2 separate regions of the Macaca mulatta genome follow, and region 2 is linked to region 1. Evidence: chromatin contacts called from public Hi-C data. All regions are on one chromosome and are shown on one strand. Each heading gives the region's core, a stretch centred on a gene start, on an enhancer-like site or on the middle of the called end of the contact. The rest is flanking DNA. Distances are from core to core; before and after follow the strand shown. Region 1 has its middle 72 kb from the start of SMIM20. Region 2 overlaps RBPJ (recombination signal binding protein for immunoglobulin kappa J region).

What was found. A called contact is a pair of places that touch in the nucleus more often than the background predicts.
Region 2: a Hi-C map of CD4 T cells shows a contact between it and region 1, with 4 times the contacts expected there. The contact joins two enhancer-like sites. A contact is called at or near these places in 3 of 14 Hi-C or Micro-C datasets (CD4 T cells, cortical neurons and liver).

The regions. Positions count from the first base shown.
Region 1 is chr5:25,021,030-25,028,603 of T2T-MMU8v2.0, forward strand. No RefSeq gene overlaps it. Among named protein-coding and RNA genes, the nearest start is that of SMIM20, 72 kb to the left of the region's middle. Within about 2 kb of position 4,167, at least 11 of the 40 cell types and tissues checked have an H3K27ac peak or open chromatin away from gene starts, as enhancers often do. A contact at or near this core is called in CD4 T cells, where this site is marked.
Region 2 is chr5:25,463,430-25,471,003 of T2T-MMU8v2.0, forward strand. It overlaps RBPJ (recombination signal binding protein for immunoglobulin kappa J region), which reads left to right. Exons shown (of 12, transcript NM_001260693.1): 7 at 566-703; 8 at 855-967; 9 at 4,930-5,070; 10 at 6,098-6,253; 11 at 6,613-6,716; 12 at 6,886-7,395. The coding sequence ends at 7,201. Among named protein-coding and RNA genes, the nearest start is that of CCKAR, 61 kb to the right of the region's middle. Within about 2 kb of position 3,917, at least 5 of the 40 cell types and tissues checked have an H3K27ac peak or open chromatin away from gene starts, as enhancers often do. A contact at or near this core is called in CD4 T cells, where this site is marked.

The sequences.
Region 1 (7,574 bases), core at 2,917-5,416:
TCTTATAAAGACAACAGTCATACTGGATTAGGGCCCACCCTAATGACCTCTTTTAACTTCCCCTCTTTAAATACAGTCACACCGTGATGTACCAGGAGTTAGGACTTCAACATATGAATTGGGAGTAGGGGCAGGAGATAGAATTCAGCCCGTAACAGGGTGGTAGCTGTTATTGCCCCATTTCAGCTGAGGAAACTGAGGCACAGAGAGACTGGATACCTTACCTAAGTCCACAGCTGACAAAGGGTAGAGTCAGGATTTGAGCCAGAATAGCCTGACTCCAAGGCCAAGGCGGGCAGATCACTTGAGGCCAGGAGTTCAAGACCAGCCTGGCCAACATGGTGAAACCCCGTCTCTACTAAAAATACAAAAATTAACCGGGTGTGGTGGTGTGTCCCTTAATTCCAGCTACTCAGGAGGCTGAGGCACAAGAGTCGCTTGAACCCGGGAGGCGGGGAGAGGGCACCACTGACCTCCAGCCTGGGCAACAGAGCAAGACTCTGTCTCAAAAAAAAAAAAAAAAAAGAAAGCCTGACTCCATAGCCTGAGCACAGAAGCGCTGCCTGGACCCCACGGCAGCCTACAGAGGAAGATCTCAGACCAGCTGAGGACTTCGATTCTCAGAGGTCACACCTCTTGCCCAAGGACATTGATGGGACAGATGGCAGAGCAAGAACTCCAAACCAAGTGTTCTGGCTCCCAGCCCAACCCCAGCCCGACCTCCTTCCATCGAAAAGGGAGCGGCAAAAGCTTCCAGGAAGGGAAAGGGTTTGAGAATAAGAAGCAATTTGACTTTCCCATGACATTACTGGGAGATTAATGAAAAAATGGTTCCCTCTAAGAGCCTCTGACACACGCCTTATAGGCAGGGCACCTGTGGTTCAGAACAACCCCAGACAAAGCTGGAGAAGAAAGCGGCAAGCTCGCCACCCCCCACAAAGATTCTCACTCTCCCCTGAATTCCCCTCTCTGCATCCCTCAGCTCCCTTCCCTTGCAACAACAAAACAGCCTTAATAAGACTCACACTTACCAAGTGACTACTGTGCTAGGCCCTATTCTAAGTGCTGGTTTCTTTGTTTTTGTTTTTGTTTTTGACAGAGGCTTGCTCTGTTGCCCAGGCTGGAATGCAATGGTACAATCTCGGCTCACCACAACTTCTGCCTGCTGGGTTCAAGTGATTCTCCTGCCTCAGCCTCCCGAGTAGCTGGGATTACAGGTGCCTGCCACCACACCTGGCTAATTTTTGTATTTTTAGTAGAGATGGGGTTTCACCATCTTGGCCAGGCTGGTCTTGAACTCCTGGCCTCAAGTGATCTGCCCGCCTTGGCCTCCCAAAGTGCTGAGATTGCAGGCATAAGCCACTGTGCCTGGCCCTAAGTGCTTTTATGTACTGATTTATTTAATCCTCTCAGCAACCTGTGGGCAGAGCATGGCATTATGACCCTTTCTATTTTATATATAAAGAAGTGAATGCACAGAAATTTGCCAGAAGTCACCTGGGAAATACTTGCTGCAGGCTGAATTTGAACTGAGGCAGCCCACCTCCCAACCAACCCGTCATCCGTTCTTCACACTGTGGAGTGGGTGGCTGGTAGGGAGTTCATGGGTTAGCTCTCCTCAGCTACCCCTTCACTTGTTCATTTGCTCATCCACCCAAGGAGAATTTAACACACTTATTTTGCTGACTCTGCCCCAGCCCCACACGGGATTCCCCCATCTAGGGCCTCCAGTCTTGGAAGGCAGGGAGACCCTTAGAAATGACAGGGACCCTATATAATAGGATTGTGTCCAAGAGGCTCCGAGGCAAAGAATAGGGGGATTCACAGCGTAAGACAGTCAAGGTTGGCTTGATAAAGGCAGTGGTGGATATGCAGGGTCTTGAAGGGTAGGTAGGTGTTTCCCAGGCAGATAAAGGGATGTTGCCTTTGGAACACAAGACAGAGCTATGGTGGGTATATGTGGAGATGAGAGTGGGGTGGTGAGGCAGGAGGAGAGCGCAGAGGAGAAGCTGGCTGGCTGGGTGCCATGCTGAGGAAGTGTTTCATCCTAGAGGCCATGGCATTTTAAAGCCCCTTTGGGGCTGGAAACAACATGGTCTTCAAACTCCATAGTGGCTTCCCATCATACATAGTCCAAAACCCAAAGTCCCTACTGTGGCCTAGAAGGCTGTACACGGTGTGGCCTCCCAGCCCAGGCTCCCATCTTTGCTCTCATCTCCCCGCCACTCTGCCCCTCAGTGTCTGCCCTCCAGCTATTCCTATCTTCCTGCTTTTCCTCAAACAGGCCAAACCTATGACCTAGACATTGGACTTGCTGCTCCCTCTGCCTGGAACTCTCTTTAGCGCAGTTTGGCTTAATCGGCTAATTACATTCAGCAGAGCTTTAGCATGGCTCTCAATAAATGCTTACTTGTTAAATGAATGAATGAGGTCTATTTTATGATATTTCGGTTCATTGAAAGTAAATATACAGACAGCTCTCAGCCATCTAACTGGGCTGAATAATGAACCAGGACACACTGTCGCCCTTCGGGCTGGCCTGATGGCCCTGTTAGGTCTGGACTGTCCCTGGGTTGCTAGCAAAGCCTTCTGAGCGGGTCTGGGCTGCAGTCAAAGCAAGGCTGCTTAGCAATTTGGCTCCTCAGCCTGAGGCTGCAGCTAACAACCCTGCTGCCACAAACATATCTCAGCAGCAGAAAAGAAGCCGTGAAATTGCCTGAATTGAGGAGCTGACGGGAAAATAAAAGGGGCCTGTCAAAATCCAACTAAACTAAAAGGCAATTCCTCCTTGCCACTGATGCACTTTTGATGCTTGGAAAAAGGGGAGAGAAAAGTCTCTTCCGCTTCCCGTCCAACCTATACCCTCCTTTCCTCTGTCGTCTCCCTGCACTCATAACAGAGAGGGACAGGGAGTCCTACAAGCTGATGGGTGACCGTGGCCCTAAGGCGAAATGAAATCACTGGCTGCGTTATTAGGGAAACATGTTCTTGACAATTCTGATCAAAATAGCAATAAAGTCTTTGAGGGGAAAGACAAAAAGCACTCTACTTCTCTCCCGGGTAGCAGAGTGTCAAATAAATTGTTTCAATAATTAGGAATTCATTCATGTCCATCCTGTGCTTGCCTCCTGTCTTTGTTCTTGGTTATTTCAGAACAAAACATAACTAAGGTGGGCTCCCAAATTTTGCCCCCTAATTCAGTGCTCAAGTTTATTTCTCATGTTATTAGTCTTTCCTGTCAATGATAACATCAGCTGGTTACAAATAAATCAAGGTCCTTTTCTAGCAGTTACTGCTGAAAGTTAATGTCTCAGGATAGGGCCTATTTCAGTACGTCTTAAACATGGAATGGAACAGCCAAGCCATTTACGCTCAGAATGCTGGTGAAGAAATTAGGGCTTAATGAATCCTGAAACAACCAGCTTCTTCTCTCCTATAGGGGGAAAAGAAAACATGGCTCGCAATTTTAAATGTGAACCAACAACTGGTTTACAAATTGTTATTTAGAGAGAGTGGCAGTGGGGGACTCTGGAAAGCAGATGCCTTCACACCTCAGGAGAGAGACTGTTTTCTTAGGAAAGGCAACAGTCGCCCCTGAGAGATTCTGATGATAAAATTTGGAGCCCATGTTTCCTACAATTCTGTGCATGAGAATGGCAGGTTTTAAATGCCCAGAATGTCCAATTTGCCAGGGGCCTCTTGGGGGTTAGGTAATTGCCTGGCAGCCTCTGCGGGTTCTACTGGCAATGGGCTCAGTAGATTTACTCCTTGAAGATCGCAAGGCAAAGTGATTTCCCAATATTTGCAAATTGGCAAGCTATGAAGGTTCTGAAAAAAGCAGATGGAGGTTGGAGAGCTCGGAGCAGGCGTCGGAAATCTCAGTTCAGAGAATGCGCGGGAGCCAGTTCTCCATCGGAGCGCTAGATGGCGCAAGCAGCTTGCCCTGGCTGAACCGCCTTCTCCCTCCCCATTCTCAGGGCGAGGCTGGCCCGTAAAGTGGCTGTGGAAAACACACACACACACACACACACACACACACACACACACACACACACACACACACACACACACACACACACCCTCACACACACACACCCAGAAAAGGCTTCCCGTTGTTTTAGGAGCACCGAGGGTGAATGTGGAAGGTGATTGGTGACACCTCTAGCTCTGGACGGCAGCACGTGGGCTGGCCGACAGGTTAGGAACCACGCTGTGTGCTGTGTTGCATTGCTCTCCAGGTGCTTTTGCGACGAAGGGCTGGTTTCCTCACTGAGACCTTTTTACCCTGCGTCAGCCTCAGCAGCACAGCCTACTCTCCGTCAGCTACCCGAGAGCTTCCCAAAAGATGGCACTCTGTTTTGGCAGAAACTACTTGTTGTCCCCTAATATCTGCTTTCTGCTACCTTAGTAATAGAACCTCCCTTCGTCTGGGAGCTCTGGGCAGCCAGGGACCACATAGCAGAGGACATCCGGGGATGGAAGTCATCACCACAGGACAGGGAGAGGCACTGAGGGGCTCTGTGGGAGGCTCAGATGGGACACTTGCCCACTTCCCAGCTTTGCGCATCCTTACGTGTGATATGAATGCTGGGCCTGAAGTCAGATATTATCACCCAAACTTGGGCGTCTCTGTGAACAAAGGGACATAAAGAAATAAGTGTATGGAACCTCAGGTTCATATTGTGGTTATTTCATGTTTTCATTCTTGATCAGTACCGGGACTTTCTGATGACAGAGTCTCACTCTGTCACCCAGGCTGAAGTGCAGTGGTGTGATCTCAGCTCACTGCGTCCTCCGCCTTCTGTGTTAAAGTGATTCTTCTGCCTCAGCCTTCCAAGTAGCTGGGATTACAGGCTTGTGCCACCACGCCTGGCTGATTTTTGTATTTTTAGTTGAGACGAGATTTCACCATGTAGGCCAGGCTGGTCTTGAACTCCTGACCTCAGGTGATTCCCTGGTCTTGGCCTCCCAATTAGCTGGGATTACAGGCGTGAGCCACTGCGCCTGGCTTCTGATTGTCTTTTTACTCTTTTTTGACCCTGTTCTGTACTCCAAAGGCAGCTGCTTTAATGTGATTCATACATATCTTTGAATTCATATTATCCATAGAAAAAAATCTGTGATCTTGAGCACACATGCATGCATGCCTGCACACACACACAGACACAAACACAAACACACATATTCAAAAAGTTTGAGTAAGAATGCACTTTTTAAAAAAAGCACCTAATCCAACATTAACGTTGCAAATTAGAAATCCAAAATCTAGGCTGGGTATGGTAGCTCATGTCTGGAATCCCAGCATTTTGAGAGGCTGAGGCGGGAAGATTGCTTGAGACCAAGAGTTTGAGACCAGCCTGGGGAACACAGCAAGACCCCATCTCTACAAAACAAATCAAAACATTAGCCAGGTGTGGTGGCGTGCACCTGTAGTCCCAGCTACTCGGGAGACTGAGGTCAGGGCTGCAGTAAGCAATGATCATACCTCTGTACTCCTCCCTGGAAACATAGCAAGACCCGATCTCTATAAAGTTAAAAAAAAAAAAAAGTTTTCATAAAAAAGAGAAACATCCAAAGTCTAAGAAGGACAGACAAAGAGCTTGAAGTTTCACACTGGGTTGGGACAGCACTTGCCTCCATCCCAGGCATCTTGATTCACAGGTCAGTACATCTTCCACCAGAGCAAGCATAGATTTTTAATTCACACAAATGAGTTATTAGTCTGGATCTAGCAAGAAAATTAGACACCACTCTAGGTCTTTCAAACAGAGGAAATTTAATATAGGGAATTGGTTACACAAGTTGATAGGCAAACTGAGAAGATAAATAGATGAACCACAGATTATCAACCTCAGGAAGCCACCTAGGGCTGGAGGAGCAATAGGAAGGATGATGCTAGTGCTTTATGACTGGGACTCCAATGTAGGGACCGCTGGCAGGATCTGAAACAATGGAGGAGGGGCCATCTGGCAGAAGGCAGAGCCAAGGAAGAGAAGCAGGGTTGTAGGAGCTACCAGAGGAAACAGACACAGAGGAACACCCTGGCTCTCCCGTCTCCCCCTCTCTAATCTTCTACCAGTTTCCCATTCCCTAAACCAACCCACAAGTCAGAGCCACGAGAGCTGGCAATTGTAGTTCCCTGGGATACAAGGAAGAGCAGAGGAAAGGCAGAGATTTATTGAGAACAAACTGGCAGTTTGGCATAGGCAGAATGGTGGTGTGCTGAAGGTCCTGCTGTATCAATGTTCGTGTGTGAGGCCAGGCAGGTGGTTCATACCTGTAATCCCTGCACTTTGGGAGGCCGAGGCAGGCGGATCACCTGAGATTGGGAGTTTAAGACCAGCCTGACCAACATGGAGAAACCAACATGGAGAAACCCCGTCTCTACTAAAAGTATAAAATTAGCTGGGCTCGGTGGCAGGCGCCTGTAATCCTAGCTATTCGGGAGGCTGAGGCAGGAGAATTGCTTGAACCTGGGAGGCAGAAGTTGTGGTGAGACGAGATCGCACCATTGCACTCCAGCCTCGGCAACAAGAGCGAAACTCTGTCTCAAAAATAAATAAATAAATACAAAAATAAAGTAAATGTCCGTGTGTGTGTGTGTGTGTGTGTGTGTGTGTGTGTAAGCATGTGTATACATTTAATACAGAATTGAGGTGAAGCATGTAGGCTGCCCGGTTCAAATCCCAGCTCCTCTGCTATATAAGATGATGAGCAGGTTACTGAATTTTTCCATGCCTCTCTTTGCACATTGGAGATAATGATGTTGTGTACCTCTTGGGATTTGGTGAGAACTGAATGAGTTAAGCTATGTCAAGTATTTGGAATGGGGCTGGGTACAGAGTGGCATTCGATGTCCTCTATTATGTTTTTTAAGATCTGCTCGCGTTACTGTGTATGTGCATCCAGTTTGTGGTTCCTCATTGCTGCACAGAGCCCCATAATGTGTGAGCACCACATTATACTTATCCAAGAAAGCACGAGCCAAGTCACTGATCCTCTGTCCACTTTCATTTGGGATGACCGGAGTGGTAGATACTGAATTCAGACAACAATGTATTTCAGAAACAAAATTAGATGGTGCATGTTGCTGGTGCATGAGTTTACTGAAATCCAAGATGGTGCTTTTGTTTCACTTGACTTGCTTCATTGTTGACGTTTCATAAATGAAGATAACTTGGCTTTTTTCTTCTGAGTACAGTTCCATAAGGATAAGTTCATGTCTCATAATAGTTTTACTAATGGATCACCTTCCCTGATCCTCATAGCTGCTTCGTGAGTTAGATATTGTTATCAACTGAGAGAACTGAGGCTTGGAGGAGTTAAAAAACCTCCCAGTGGCAGAGCCAGGACTCAACCCAAGCCTGTGGCTGGTCTCTCTGCCATACCACCTCCTTAAGACGGTCACAGAGAGCCTGGCCCGTGGAGTGGGAATTCATCTTTCACTATTACCAGGACTGGGGATTGAGTCCATGGGCCTGAAATTTGGGTGAGAAGGGGCAGAATCTGTTGGCAGACAGCCAAAGAGCCACAGGCAGGACCTGAGATGGGGTCAGAGCCCAGAGTGTGAAAGA
Region 2 (7,574 bases), core at 2,667-5,166, 440 kb after region 1:
ATTTTCTAAAATCACAGTATGCAGAGGCATTTACCATCAACTCTGATAAACATCCTTCTAGTCCCTTTTCTATGCATGTATTCTGTGTAATTGGATGAAAACTCATATTAAAAATGTATACATTTGCCTAGTGGAACCACAGCGTACAGAGTATTTTATAGTCTGCTTTTCCATTCAGTGATATTCCAGGAAAATATTTTCTTACCAGTATATTTAGATACACATCCTTTAAATAGATCATCATTTAAATTTCTACGGTCTAACATTCATTATTTTAAAAGTAAGTTTTTCTGTAATAATCAGCACCACATTAAACATACTGTGTAGCTTTCACTGTAAAATTATTTTTATGGACATTTGATATCATTAGCTTGACATTATTAGTAACAGTTACCTTGACTTCTTTTTTTGGTGTCATCTATACTGTCTTGGAAAGTGAAAATATTTGTCAAACTGTTAAATGATAAGAAAGAATAATTATACACTGCCAAGCAGAATTTCCTCTTTTGCTCCCTCCCCACCTTTTGCTCCAATCACATAAATAAGAGCTCTTTTTTCTTTGCAGTATGCATTGCCTCAGGAACAAAGGTGGCTCTGTTTAATCGACTACGATCCCAGACAGTTAGTACCAGATACTTGCATGTAGAAGGAGGTAATTTTCATGCCAGTTCACAGCAGTGGGGAGCATTTTTTATTCATCTCTGTGAGTATAAAAATGTGCAATGAATGTTTTTAGTGTGAAATCGTTAAATTCTTTTGATGCGATATATGGATATATTAAGTTTTGTCATTTGCCTAATCATAAAATGAATTCAAAAAGGTAACAATTTGATTTCTTTTTCCACCTACTGTAGTGGATGATGATGAATCAGAAGGAGAAGAATTCACAGTCCGAGATGGCTACATCCATTATGGACAAACAGTCAAACTTGTGTGCTCAGTTACTGGCATGGCACTACCAAGATTGGTATGGCTCTACTTTTGCTTTAGTGATAATGTGAAGTAAAAATTAATTCTTTAAACAGGAAAGTCACAACATTCAAATGGAAAAACACACCTCAATTTTATGCTTTTTAATTTTAAAAGATGTGTTAGTAATCAGAGCTGTTTATAATTGACAGTTATACTGTACCTTATTTCAGAAATGCTTTAAGGTAATTAGCCAGTTTTTACAAGTACATTCTTAATGATTTTTTCTTAAATGATTTCCAATATATTTTGGTGGCAATTTCCTTTTTAGCTGTTTATCTGAAGATGTTCAGTAGAGGGCACTATAAATTACATTTGTTTTCTTTACTAATTCAGATAATGTATTCATTTTTTTGTGGTACCTGCCATATCCCAATGTAGGACCAAGTTTTCATAAAGAAGAAATTCATATTTCTTTTAAAATATAAGCATAATTTTTGTTAGCTTACTGTCTCACAAGAAGATAGATTTATTAAAACTTAAATAAAATTGGTGTTTCTAACTTTGGGAGAGGAGCATAGGATTTAGGGCTTTTGTTCAATAGAAGACATTGAAACTCAGCCACGCATGGTGGCTCATACCTGCAATCCCAGCACTTCAACAGGTGAAGGCAGGAGAAGGAGAGGTGAGTAGCCCTGGCATCACTTGAGCTCAGGAGTTCGAGACTAGCCCTGGCAACATGGTCAGACCTTGTCTTTACCCCGCGCCGCCCCCCCCCACCCAAAAAAAAAATTTAGCCAGGCGTGGTGGTGCACACCTGTAGTCTCAAGCGGAAGTGGGAGGATCACTTGAGCTTGGGAGGTCCTGGCTACAGTGAGCAGTGATCGTACCACTGGACTTCCTGGGCAACAGAGTGAGATCCTATCTCAACAACCACTAAAAAGGAGATCTTAAACTGTAAAAACTGCTTTTGTTAGTTAAATGAAAACAAAAGTGCTCTATAGTGCCACCCCCTCCCAATTTTCCCTCTCCTTTTCTGAAACAATACAATTTATTTATATTCAAGATGAAGGGGATTTATGAGTAAGTTTCATTCAAGGTCAAACTGAAGAGGTTGGGTGAGTAGAAGAACATTTAGTATTAATGTTCCTAAACATGCCTTCTATTTATCTTTTTGGTGCAATATTCCACTGGCTTTTATTTTCTGGGGCCATTTCAGCAGAGGCCGGGTTGATCTACAATTTTCTAAGCCAGTGATTCATTTCTGTGTTACTGTTTTTTTTTGCCCTCTGTCATGATTGTACAAGGTGATTTTATTTCCCATGTCAATGCAATAAGCTAAAGACATGAAGTATAGTAATAGTAATCTGTAAAGCTTTGCAGTTGAGACAAATTGTAATAAAAAGGGTAACATTAGGGAATGAAGGGCATGAAAAACAGAGCAGGAGACAGAAGCAAGCACAAGATCTGAATCAGCATTTATTCATTTTTTTCTCTTCTCATTCATTTTCTCTGTTCCAAGGATGATGTTTGTTTGCTTTAGTGTTAAATGCTTGTACTGCAGAAGCACAATTTAGGAGGATGATTCTGATCCCCAATAATTTATAATACAAACCACTTAGAAGACAGGCCCAAATTTAAAACAGTGTTTTCATTTATAGTTGTTTGTAAAGTACCAGTAGTCTGCCTTACTTGAAAGTCGTCATTAATTGAAGTTTTTACACTCAAAACTGTATGGCTTTATATTAAAATGTTGCAATAAAACATTAACTTACTAGAAAAAGTTGCAGTACCATTATTAAGATGCTGATAAATAAATCTTTCTAGGGGTTTCATGACTGAGGAATTCTGACATGCAAAGTCGAGTGCCTCTCCTCATGGAGTTTACATTTTGGTAGGGTGATAAGCCAGATATCCATGTAAAGGATTTATGTAGTGATGAGAAGACAAAACAAGATAATAAAAGGATAGAGAATTGGAAGAGCGCTTAGAGAGGTCAGGGAAGTCTTTTTGAAGGCGCAGTATTTGAAGAGACCAGAATGAAGTCAAAGAACTGCCAACTGAGGGAGGAGCATTTCAGGCAAACAGAACAAGTACAGAACTGAAGGCAGGGGATGTGTGATGACTAGTAAAGAAACCAATGGAGCTGGAGTGGAGGGAGGAGAGGTCAAGTGGCAAGAACCGAAGCTGTAAGATTAGTACTAGGCAAGATCTTGTAGGATCCCTCTCTGTATCTAGGGTTAGGACTTCATATTATCTCTCTATGTTAGAAGGCCACTGGAGGGTTTTAAACATAACGGCCCATTTTTGTTTAGAAGCATACGTCTGGCTGCTGGATGAAGAAGAGAGCATAGTGATGTGGCCGTGGAAGCAGAGAGACAGGTGCTTGGATTGTGGTCGTAATTGAGGCAGGAGTTGATAGTATCTTAGACCCAGGATCATAGTAGTAAGGTGTTGAGGGGTGACAGATTTGTTTGAAAGTGGACCTGACGGAATTTGCTGGGAGATTGGATGGTTGGATATGAGAGAAAGCAAAGCATTAAGGATAACTCAAGGTTTTTGGATTGAGTGAATGTTGGTGCCATTTATTGATCTAGATGAGTTGGGGAAGGATCAAGTTTAGGAGGAAATCAAAAAATCTGTTTTTGATATGGTAAGCTTGAGATGCCTGTTAGACATCATAAGTGGAAATGTTGAATAGGTAGTTAAGTGTACATACAAGTTGAATGCAGGAGAGAAGATAAGTCTGGAGATAATTAATTTAGGAGTTGTCAACCTTTAAATTTTAAACAGTATAGATTATAAAGAGCGGAAAAGAGGGCTGAGAACTCGCCTCTGGGCACTCTAAAGGTCAGTTGGAGCAGGTGTGGTTCTGAAGGCAAAATGTGTTGAGAGCTTCTGAGAAAATGAACTAAAATGTGGACAGAAAAGTGTCATGAGATACATCTGTCTGGAAATCCTTGGTGGCTTTGAAAAGCAGTTGTAGTGGAGTCTTTGAGATAAAAGGGGAGAGGCTGTAGGAGATGAGACAGGAAGAGGCATTTCCGGAGGAACAGGTAGTGAGAGGGAGGGCAGGCATGTAGTCAGGGCTTTCTTTACTTTTGGTTCTGAGGTGAGCGATAGTTATGTTTGTATGTTGTTGGAAGTGATGGATAGAGAAGGAAACTAAGAGTAAAAGTTCCGTGTCCAATCTTGCTCTTCATCATCATCATCTCCTTAGCCATTAATTCTAGGTGTCAAGTGTCATATAGGGTTTGATAGTATTATCTTTCAGATATTCATGTGTTTTGTGGACTAGTTGGATTATAAGATTTAGAGATCATTTGGACAGGCAGCCAGCCCTGGGATCAGGACATATTCTGGTCCTTCAGCTACTAAACTGGTAATTTTTAGCAATTTATCTGACCTTTCTAAGCCCATTTTGTAATCTATAAAATGAGTTTAATTTTGTTATGTTTTTAAATACGTAAGTTTTGGATAATGGATATAAGATGTTTGCACTGACAGTAGCCTTCTAGAGATTTTTCCGTTTGATGTTGGAATATTTGTCATTTTATGCATATTATTGGAAAATATCATCAGAACTTGCTATTCAAAATATGGTCTGTAGGCCAGCAGTATTAACATCGCCTGGGATTTTGTTAGAAATGCAGAATATCAGGCCCCACAAGGGTCCTGCTAGATCAGAACCTGTGTTTTTCACAAGAACCCCAGCTCATTTCAGTGCGCATTAATGTTTGAAAAGTACTGACCTAGAAAACAAGTGCCTGCCTGCCTGATTTTTTTTTTTTTTAGATGTTCAGGGAAGAGGGTAACAATTTCTATATTCTGACCTGCTTGCAATCTAAAAGTGTTTTTCATTCCTAGTCTTTTTGTTTGTGAATGTTTTTATATAGTAGGCATATGACAAATAACTGATGTATTATTATACAGTATATAACTTCTATGTACTTTTGATGTACACAAGGAAAATCCTTTCCATGTATTGATGACCTTTTATTTCTTAATTGTCAAATATAGATAATTAGGAAAGTTGATAAGCAGACCGCATTATTGGATGCAGATGATCCTGTGTCACAACTCCATAAATGTGCGTTTTACCTTAAGGATACAGAAAGAATGTACTTGTGCCTTTCTCAAGAAAGAATAATTCAATTTCAGGTATGTTTTTAAATTACTGGTGAAATCTAAAATATACAAACTGTGAGGTTATCATCTTGCAAAAATATGAAATTTTCATTTGCTGTTAATTATATACAAATGCATGAAGCTATACACAGATAGGGATCTCAGGTATGAGCATCCTTAACACACAATCCTCAGACATGCAAGCAATCCTTCCTCAAGGAAGAACTCAAAATTATGAAAACGTTCTCAGAGAAAGAGTTAACATCTAGTTCTAGGGTTCTTAGTTGAAGAACAAAGAGCCCCTCAGGATATCCAAAAATAGATTTTCAGTGCTCATTGAATCTTCTGAAATTGTGTGCAAACATTGTATAGACGAAGCATTTTTCTGGGTGAAGGCTCAAAATCTCATCAGATTTACATCGTGGTTTCCCAAGATAGTAACGATGACATGCTTTAAAAGCTAATGTTTTACATTTACTCAGAAGGCTTTCATGAGGTTATGACATGGGCAGATGATTTAATAAGATAGTCACAGTTTCATGTGAAACTCCTTTCCAGAGAGATGGCCACACACACACTGATGGGCATGCTGAGTCCCTGGTCTAGGTGTGTTAAGGAAGGGGTAGGTGCTTTGCCTTCCCATCTTGATTCCCTCCTATAGAACGTGCATAAGCTTCTAGCTGTTGCCTAAGCATGAGGACCCCCATTCTCTTTCTTAGGAGTTCCCGAAGAGTTTTAAACAGCCATTTACATCACAGATATTGACCTGCTATTAATGAAATTTGTACCTGCATTGGTGTACTCATGGTTGCTCTGAAAGTTATTATTATTTAATATGTCACTGAAATAGTTTGTATTATAAGAAAAACTGCTGTCTGTGGGGTTTCTGTATTAGTATTCTGTTTGTGTTTATGTAGGGATGGGCAAAACACCATGCTTTAGAAAGTTTATAAGTTTTTACTGAATTCTCTTAACTCTTGTCTGAGTTAAGAGATGCAAACTGTATAAAACTGTATGCAAACTGTATAAAACTTAGTTTCTAAACTTCTTTCTTTATTAGGCCACTCCATGTCCAAAAGAACCAAATAAAGAGATGATAAATGATGGCGCTTCCTGGACAATCATTAGCACAGATAAGGCAGAGTATACATTTTACGAGGGAATGGGCCCTGTCCTTGCCCCAGTCACACCTGTGCCTGTCGTAGAGAGCCTTCAGGTGAGACTGCCTAGTCTAAGTTGGCCTTTAGCTCTTTGCAGCTACTCTCAGCTATGACTTGGCATCATTTCATTTCATGGGAGTTTTGATTTTTCTCCAATTGTGTGATTTGGGGATTTTTATATTCACCATTTGTTGATTTTTAAAAAAACAAAATTAGGAGGAGCATACTTGCCAGAAAATTTAAATTTAAATAAACTTGTGTGTTATCTTGAAATGTTTTTAGCTAGCTTTGTAATAAAAAACATTTTAATTGCCCTTTTTTTTTAAACAAATGGAAGTTGAATGAGAATTTAATTTGTGTACTTTAATGAAAAATGAAAAGTTTTCTCAGTGTTGTGATTTTCTATGAATTGCAGTTGAATGGCGGTGGGGACGTAGCAATGCTTGAACTTACAGGACAGAATTTCACTCCAAATTTACGAGTGTGGTTTGGGGATGTAGAAGCTGAAACTATGTACAGGTATTTGATAAAACTTTTTACATCATCCAGAGGTTGTGAGGGGTGTGGGTACAGGAGATTCTTTCCTGGCATTGATTGTAATGTATTAAACAACCTTGTCTTAAGTCTCATTTTTAACATGTACTTTGCTTTTTAAAGTGCTTTTAAGTGATTTATATTTCCTCCTCAGGTGTGGAGAGAGTATGCTCTGTGTCGTCCCAGACATTTCTGCATTCCGTCAAGGTTGGAGATGGGTCCGGCAACCAGTCCAGGTTCCAGTAACTTTGGTCCGAAATGATGGAATCATTTATTCCACCAGCCTTACCTTTACCTACACACCAGAACCAGGGCCGCGGCCACATTGCAGTGCAGCAGGAGCAATCCTTCGAGCCAATTCAAGCCAGGTGCCCCCTAATGAATCAAACACAAACAGCGAGGGAAGTTACACAAACGCCAGCACAAATTCAACCAGTGTCACATCATCTACAGCCACAGTGGTATCCTAACTACCGTCTTTTTGCTAGGACTTAAACTGACTTGAGTGTGGCAAAAAGTCAAAAAAGGAGAAAAAATGAACAATCTTTTGTGGTTTCTTGGGAACTTTTCATACCAGGTGATACTATTCAAAAACCCCGTTATCTCTCTGCAAGTGCTGATTTGAAATGCAGAAGCCACAGTTTAAAAAAAAAAAAAAAAAAAAAAAGTCAAAATGTACAAACTATTGGAAATCAAGTTTTTCAACTGTTTGGTTGGTTGGTTGGTTGGTTTTTGTTTGGTTTTGTTTAAATGGGCAAGAAGTAAATAATGTGGCTGGAATACAAGTTGAACAAACTAGAAGACACAAATCTAACACAGTTTTTATGGACCAAGGAACTTGTA